Regions from separate parts of the Anser cygnoides genome. Here region 2 is linked to region 1. A link is a contact called in public Hi-C data. All regions are on one chromosome and are shown on one strand. The core of a region is the stretch at or near the end of the contact, and the rest is flanking DNA. Distances in the headings are between cores, read along the strand shown. Region 1 overlaps BCAS3 (BCAS3 microtubule associated cell migration factor). Region 2 holds the start of BCAS3 (BCAS3 microtubule associated cell migration factor).

Region 1 (4,108 bases), core at 1,358-3,857:
TAAAAGAAACTAAAAAATCACTGTTAAGATATATTTGTTTCTAAAGGTATTACTTTTCTGCTTATATTTAAATATCTAAATAAAAATAATTAAACTAGGGAGAAAGGAGATGTCCACAGAGAATATACCTGGGAACACACAAGCTATTTAAATTTATTTTCTGATGTAATTCTTTTCGTTGATCAGTGGTTTATATTTTTGGCAGTAGCACTTTTTAAATCTCAAGTTGACTGGTTAAGTTTTATAAAACCCCGTAAGTGTGGCATTAAAGGAAAGGCAGGCCTGAATTTGCAGAGAAATCGGTTGTGCATGAAAGGGTATAATAAAGTTATAAAGTCTGTTTCTCTGGTAACTCCTGTTTCAGCCCAAGAAACAGCTATTCCAGGTGCAAGTGGAAGGGAGAAAAAACATCTGCTTCAAAATTAAAATAAGGAATTAGAAGCTGAAATTAAACTTTTCAAACACTTCAAGCTTTAATAAGAGTGATAATTGTTTTGCTTGGGATCTATTTTCTTCTTATATCTAGAAATAAGAAAAATTAACTTTTTTTTTTTTCCCCTAGAGCTTATCAATTTCAGCAAGGATGTGAAAAAAACAGATTTCCTAATCTACAAAGTGTATTGCTGAGTTGTCAGACAAACCACAGGCTCTGTTCTGACTCGGTTTGCCCAAAGAGAATTTAAGAATCCTTCCTTGCCTTTCAGAGGTGTTTTAGGATTTTCAAATGCAAAATGGATTGATTGAGTCTCTCACTGAGCATATATGTTGATAGCTTTCTTCTCTGCCCACACGACTTACGCATTTATCAAGTTCATGAACTTAAATCAAATGCACAGAGTAAAGATATGACACATGAATACCAAAGCGCAGCTAGTGTGGGTCAAAGATTAGATCTGTCATCGTTACGCAAGTCCTCTTACAGATCTTTTTTACACAGCTTGTTTCTGAGATTGTTTCTAGATTTCATTCTAGCTCTTGTTTATAGAGTACAAAGAAAAAAAAAAAAGTATTTTTTGAAATCAAATCTTTCCTTACCTTATTTTCTGCATAAGCAAGCCAACGGCTTCCGAGCGCTATAGGATTCATGTTTGGCCCTGGACATGGATAGCAGCCTGAAAAGTTTTAAAAGGCAGCATTAAGAAATATCTTACTGACTTCTTGCAAGGAATTTTACTTATTGCCAAGAAAACAAAAAGTCTAAACAAAAACCTTTCAGTTGCTAATATCACTCAGTAAATGCTTAGATTTTTGTTCCTAAAGATAAGACTGTGGTTAGACGAGCTATTTTGAACAGTTAATTATGTGTAAATAATGGTTTCTCCTTATGTTTGCATTTCTTCATGTCATTTTGATACAGCAGGGTGAGGGAGATTTTAAAGGATTGACTCAATTGGTTCTGTATCTTCACGTTTTAATTAATTTTACTTTATTGACACGTTTCAATTGGTCAATGCTTCCACTTCCAAGCTCTTCCAGATTTTTGTGGTGTGAAAATGTGCATTGTGCTTTTGGTTTTGTTTTTAATTATTCTACATACAAGCCTTTAGTTTCTCAGAAGACTTTTGCATATACTTAACTTTACAGTGAATTTGTCATTCCTTTAAAATCAGTAGCAAAATTTCCATTGTTCATCTGCTTTTTATTACGTTATTAAAAATAGATAAATACACGTGTATAAGGTGAAAATAAAATGTGCAACAACTGAGAATATCACACTTAACTACTAAAATTAAAAACAGAAAATTTAAAACTACTGAAATCAACTAGACAATGGTGAAACAAATTAAAAGCTTAAGTAATCTACAACTAAAAGTAGCATGGTGACCCTCACCCTAATTGCTATTACCGTCCTATTTCCCTGTCTTGTTTCCCCTCTTTTGTTTTTTGTCATTTCAGATTAAGCCCCCTGGGGTGGACGGCTGCTCTTCCTACACCACCGTGTAGCTGTTGCCTGCATTTAGCACTCGAGTCCTACCAGCGTGTCTGAACTTTAACATGCTAGCCCTGACTCCGTGCACGCCTGCGCCGCGTGGTTCCAGCAGGCCGGTTTCAGTGGGATCCTTTGTCCAGGTAGGAGTCTGAAAGTTCAGATACCGAAGTCACACAGATGAAACCAGAAAACTGTTTACTGATTAGGGCCCTGATAACAGGATTTGAGCTTGAGTGTTCAAACTTAAGCTAGTAAACAAAGGCCTTCAGCCACGTGCATAATGCCATTTACTAGACCTAAATCCTTTCTGGTACACAAAAGCCTATATAAATAAGAAATATCACAAAGCGGGGGGGGAGAAGGAGGGGACATCAAACAAACGGCCACTCTCTGTTTTCAGCAGCTCCTGCACTAATACAGACAGGTCAGTAATTCAGATTCTCTTTCACTGGTTGGACAAACCCCAAAACATTAAAAAACTTATAGACTCATCTCTCCTCTAAAGGAGCCCAGGTCAGTCGATCCCGTACCACAGGCAGAAGGAGCACGGTGATGCAGCAAGCGGCATTTTAGAAAAACACAGAAAAAGAACAACAAAAACGTATTGCGTAAGATCCCATTCTGAAAAGTAACATATTAAAAAAACTTACAGATATCTCAGCTAGTATTCCACCAATGTCTCTTTTTGTCAGACTCTTGGATAGTGATCTGCTCATTACAGCGAGAAAAAGCAACTGTATTCACCTTCTTCATTTGACAAACATCGGGATCTTTTCTAACAGGTCCCCAAAACGTCCGTTTAGTGAGGACAACAGGCTTTAAGCTGAGCAGCATCATTTTCCAGGCTCGCAAAACAATGAGAAAGGTGTGTGGGTGATTAACTACAGTGTACAGACACAGTTTTACAAAGATTTGATGAAACTCAAAGACACGTTTGATGGCATTTGGTTGGCACGAGCACGAACAGCTGCTGTACCGCTCCTGCTAGGCCAACAGCTCCAGCTCCTTTTTTAGACCGGAGCAGTGAGGGTATTGCAAAATTCGGAAGATCACAGCAAGCTATTTCAAAGGTCATAAAGCACTGGAAGGAGAAAAGCAGCAATTCATCGAATTAAATCCATCTCAGGCCAGGAAAGCAAAACCAAGCGAGTATTTTCTAAGGCCTTATCACTGCCTTCATCTCAGGAAGGAAAACGAATTCTGAAGAGATGATGCCACAATTGTTATTGCATTCCAGAAGTGCATAAAATGTGGGTAGCCAAAGACTCTTAAGGAACAAAGAAAGCAAGAAAAGGTTGTAAATACAACCCCAAGTAGTAAATACAACCGTGTTCTTCCGATGACATTATAGATCATGACCAGTAAGGTTTTAACGCTGACTTCTGCTTCGGCAATCCTCATCTGGGTCGGTAAGGACATTCAGGTCCACCAGATTTTATTTAGTTTTCTCCCCTTTTACGTACAAAATAAATCATTAAAAGCTGTCAGATGACAACCCTCATCACACAGATCTCCACAGTGACTTCAGAATCACTCACTCGCATTTCCTATATTCTGCAAGCACCTCGTAATATCCTCGCAGCAGAAAACAAAAGGAGTATCACTCAACAGATGCTCTGTAATGACAAAAGCAAGCATTTTAACAACTCGTGGCAAAAAAGAAATGTCTTTCTTGGAAACGGGCACTGTTTCAATTATTTCTGTGAACTGAAGTAACTGAAGAGCTACAAAAGAGCATTATTCTTCAAATCACAAATCAATCATACACAAAGAACAAAGTGAAGTTATCTTAAGAACAGAACTGTTTTCACCAAACCTATTGTAGGTAGTTTGAACTGGATTGGTCAATTAGATACAGCTCCACACACACATCAGCCAGTTCTAATAATATCCTCCAGCGAGGTCAACAATTCAGCTCAGTACTAAACTCCTCTCCGATACGAAAAACAGCATTAAAAAAAGAGCTATTTCCTCCCTTTCTTTTTCTTTGCAAGTCTATGCATTTTGGAAACTCGCTGCAGCACAAGGATAAACAAAGGGTTATACTTTATGGGAAGGAAAAGCAAATTGTTTTTCTGCTTTCCAAAAAAACAGCTGGAGTCAGCAGAACATCATCTACTGGGCAAATGGGACGACAGACACGGCGTGACCTACCAAGCTCCACCGCCCCATCGCTAC
Region 2 (3,834 bases), core at 548-3,047, 64 kb after region 1:
GCAACAAAACTGTATTGTCAGCAGAAGCTCTCAGAGCTGGCTTTGCCAGAGAGTTTGGGCTGGGTTCTTCACATACGAGACATAAAAAGTATTTCAAATATGGGCTTTTCTTCCAGAAGGTGCTTACGTGACAGCTTGTGGACGAACCACTGCTCCTCCAGTACATCGACTAGGGCGGCGTGGAGATTCTGTCGCCATTGTTCCTTTGCAGATACCTGTAAGAAGCGCATTTCTTTTTAATAATAATCCTTTGTATAACAATTGATTACTATACTAGTTCTTGCCACATTTTTCAGAATGATGAAAAACTCCTGAAGAAGGAAATGGCTTACACAAACCCGTATAACACCCCTTTACAGCACTCTAAAAAATTATTTTTTCAGTACTTCAAACAACACGCCTCCTGTCATGTGTGTGAGCAAAAAAAAGGCAAAAAAATCAACACAAAGCAGCGTAATAAAATAGAAAGTTTTCTTTGGACTGTACATTAAAGATAATGGTACAGAAATACAGGTGTTATCAGCATTATGTAAGACCGCAATTTAATAAGGCATGATCTCAGAAAATCATGTGTATAAACACATACAGTCATAACTGCTGTGTAATGCGCTTATAAGATCTGTAGTGGGTTACAGTGCAGGTAACATAAAAAGTGTGATGAAACACATTTTACTTTATGTCAGTTTTCGTACCCCCTCAAGTTTGCCTCCACACTTGTAGCGCTTCGCATGTGAATTCGCAACAGCTTCGCTGCAGACAAGGAGACACCTGAGAGGCACCAGAGGTGCCAAGAACCCGCCCAGCCGCTGTGCCCCCCTCACCCCCACCCCAAACCAAGGACTGAAGGGACGCCAAAGGCCAACCCCCCACACGGCACCGGCTGTCAGCAGGGCTCCATCCCTGCGGTCTTAGCCCCTGGAAGTTGGGGCGTTCCGCAGCCTGAGCGCAGCGCGACGCCCGTCCGCCCCTGACAGGAACACCGGGCCGGGACGCGCCGAGCCCCCCTCAGACCCCGCCTGCTCGCGGCGCCGGCCCCGCACCGAGCGGCCGAGGCGGGGTCGCCCCGCAGAAACCCTCCCGCGGGCCCCGGAGCCGCGAGCAGCAACTCCTAGGCAAAAAAATAAATGAAAACGTAAAAATAAAACAGGACAGACCGCCCGGAGCCCGGCGGCGGCCCCCGCGCTGCCGCCCGGCCGCGCTGTCCGTCAGGCCGCGGCCGGCCGGGGAGCGCCGGGACCCCGCCGGGCGCCCCCCGCGGCCTCCCCACAGCCGCTCCCCGGGGCCCCGGCCGCCGCCCGCCCGGCCTCAGCCGCCGCCCCTCGGCTGCCACCCGCCCCCTCAGAGCGGCCCCGTCCCGCCCGGCCCCGCGCCCCTCACCTGCCGCCGCCTCACTGACACTATTTGGGACCCCCACGGGGAATGACACCCAGCGCACCTCAGGCGCCCAGCCAATCACGCGCCGCCGAGGGCGGGCCGCTCCCTGCCGCCATCCAATCCCCGTCTCGGTTTCCAGAACGGGGCGGGGCGCGGAGAGAGCTGGAGAGCGGCTGCGCCCTGCCCCGCCCCGGCCCGCCCCCAAGCTTGGTTGAGGCAGCAAAACACGGCCCGCGCTGCCCCCTCCGCCCCCCCCCCCGCAGCTTTGTTTACATCGAGATCTCGCGAGAGCCGCCGCGCCAGTCCCGCGCACGTGGGCGGGGGCGGGGCCGGCGGGAATGGGCGGGAAGGCGGCGGCCGCGGGGGGGCTGCGGGCGGCGCTGAGGGGGCGCGTGGTGGAGGGCGCCATTTTGAGGCGCCATGTCTGCCCCTGAGGCGCAATGATCGCCTAATAAATTGTTTGTTTCCCGATAATTTCCGTGTAACCTGCCGTGTTTCTGTGCGAAATAGCTAATGTCAGGGCACCGGAGCAGGCTCCCCAGGGAAGGGGGCACGGCTCCGAGCGTGACACAGCCCAAAAAGTGTTTGGACAATGCTCAGACACCCCGTCTGAGTATTTGGGAGGTGCTGTGCACGGCCAGCAGTCGGACTCTGTGCTCCCCCAGGGCCTATTCTAGGATTCCTTCCCTGCTCCTCTCAGCATGAGGGAAGTTTTAAATCGTGGCTTCTCATCTCAGCAAGTTAGTATCATCAAATCATTAAGGTTGGAAAATACTTAAACGTACCTGGTCCAACCATCACCTGACCACCAATGTCACCCACTAAACCATGTCCCTAAGTGCCACATCCAGCCTTTAAACAAGTTGTCCCATCATAGGGTGAAAAAGTGTCAGGCTTTTCTTGAACCACCACAGGCGCTCAGCTGTTTTTTGATGACGGGGAACTGTTTCCTTGCACATGCTGGAGCTCTGTTTCACAAACAGCTTGTGTGACTCAGACCTGATTTATGGAACAGGGACTGCGTTAACACCTCAGCTACACATTGCCACACCGCCCGTCTCAGCTCCGCTAATTAATTTCAGGGCAGTCAAATGATAGCATAGGTGGGGAAAATAAACTGCAGCCAATCCACATCAGCAAGGGAGTTTCTCTACTGCTGAGGAGCTTTGTGTGTTTAACCCTTACTATCACTCAACGGCTCTCCCAGGAAGAAAAAATAAAAAGGAAAAGAGAAGCCTGTTTTTTGTCTAGTTTGTTAAAAGTGAAAAAAAAAGCAGGTGTCTGTCTCTCCAGCTGGAGAAGCCCAAGACCAGAACTGTCAAGAGTAAACAGAAGGAGGCACCACAGTTGAATGCAACCAAGTTTAATGAAAAAATAAATTTTGCATCTATGTAATCAGTCTTTTCTCTTTTTTTTTTTTTTTTTTTTTACATCATAAGCAGCAGCATTAGTCAAGCACTGGAACAGGCTCCCCAGGGAAGCAGTCACAGCCCTGAGCCTGCCAGAGTTCAAGAAGCATTTGGACAACACACTCAGACTCAGGTCTGAGGTTTTGGGTGGTCCTTTGGGGACTCAGGAGTTGGATGTGATGATCCTTGTGGGTCCCCTTCCTCCCCTTCCAACTCGGATATTCTAATTCTATAATACAGATATGGAACTGTTACACTTGCATTTTTTGTGACTTTTTTTTAGTTGAATGTCACAAGGTAAAATTGAAAATAGACAATTACCATCATAGTTTGTTGCAAGGAGTGTTGCTAGTTGCTAGATAAGTGTGTATATAGCTACAGCTAGCTTTTATGTTCTCCCCCCTCCCCCCTCCCATGTAGCATACAATTTTCAACACTGGTTATAATAAAACTTTGTTAACCATAGGTTACAACCATATACACAAATAAATTCTTGAATCCAATTTGGACAGAGCTCATTACTTTCATCTTGTAAGATTGGGCTGCATTCACTGGCTGGATGAAAGAGAATTATACATTTTCAGAAAGTGTGCAATTCCTCTAGGATTTCTGTAACCATGGTAACATATATAGATAGCAGGCCTAATTCCAGCCCATGTTTTATTGTGCCAGCAGTAAAGAATTAGATTCTAAAAATACCACCCTAGCCCTTGGAATGAAGTATTGGCATTTTACTTCCCCATTAAAAAAAAAAATGCAGGTTATATATTGCTACACTTTAACAAACACATTAAGTATAAAATGCCAAGAATTGTTCCCTAGTACAGCTATGCAGGATGTCCCGTTTCATTAAACAGCCACAGTGAAGGTGAAGGAGAGAGTATTAGACTTTAATAAATACAAAATGAGTGTACTTAAGCTTGAAATTATAAAAAAGAAAAAGGCACCCCATCAAATTTCCACGTTTTATTTAAGTGAACATACACATGGATCCACGTACTCAATGAAATTGTCATAAAATAACTTAAGAACTTCTGTTGAAAGATATTAG

Evidence for each region. A called contact is a pair of places that touch in the nucleus more often than the background predicts.
Region 2: a contact with region 1 is called in a Hi-C map of liver, with 9 times the contacts expected there. The contact joins the promoter of BCAS3 here to the enhancer-like site in region 1. A contact is called at or near these places in 2 of 7 Hi-C or Micro-C datasets (both in liver).

Annotation. Positions count from the first base shown.
Region 1 is chr18:10,549,059-10,553,166 of Taihu_goose_T2T_genome, forward strand. BCAS3 (BCAS3 microtubule associated cell migration factor) reads right to left here. Exons shown (of 26, transcript XR_010825687.1): 10 at 1,036-1,112. Among named protein-coding and RNA genes, the nearest start is that of BCAS3, 65 kb to the right of the region's middle. Within about 2 kb of position 2,608, at least 2 of the 3 cell types and tissues checked have open chromatin away from gene starts, as enhancers often do. A contact at or near this core is called in liver, where this site is marked.
Region 2 is chr18:10,613,842-10,617,675 of Taihu_goose_T2T_genome, forward strand. It overlaps BCAS3 (BCAS3 microtubule associated cell migration factor), which reads right to left and starts at 1,798. Exons shown (of 26, transcript XR_010825687.1): 1 at 1,378-1,798; 2 at 128-215. PPM1D (protein phosphatase, Mg2+/Mn2+ dependent 1D) reads right to left here. Exons shown (of 7, transcript XM_066979609.1): 7 at 3,735-3,834.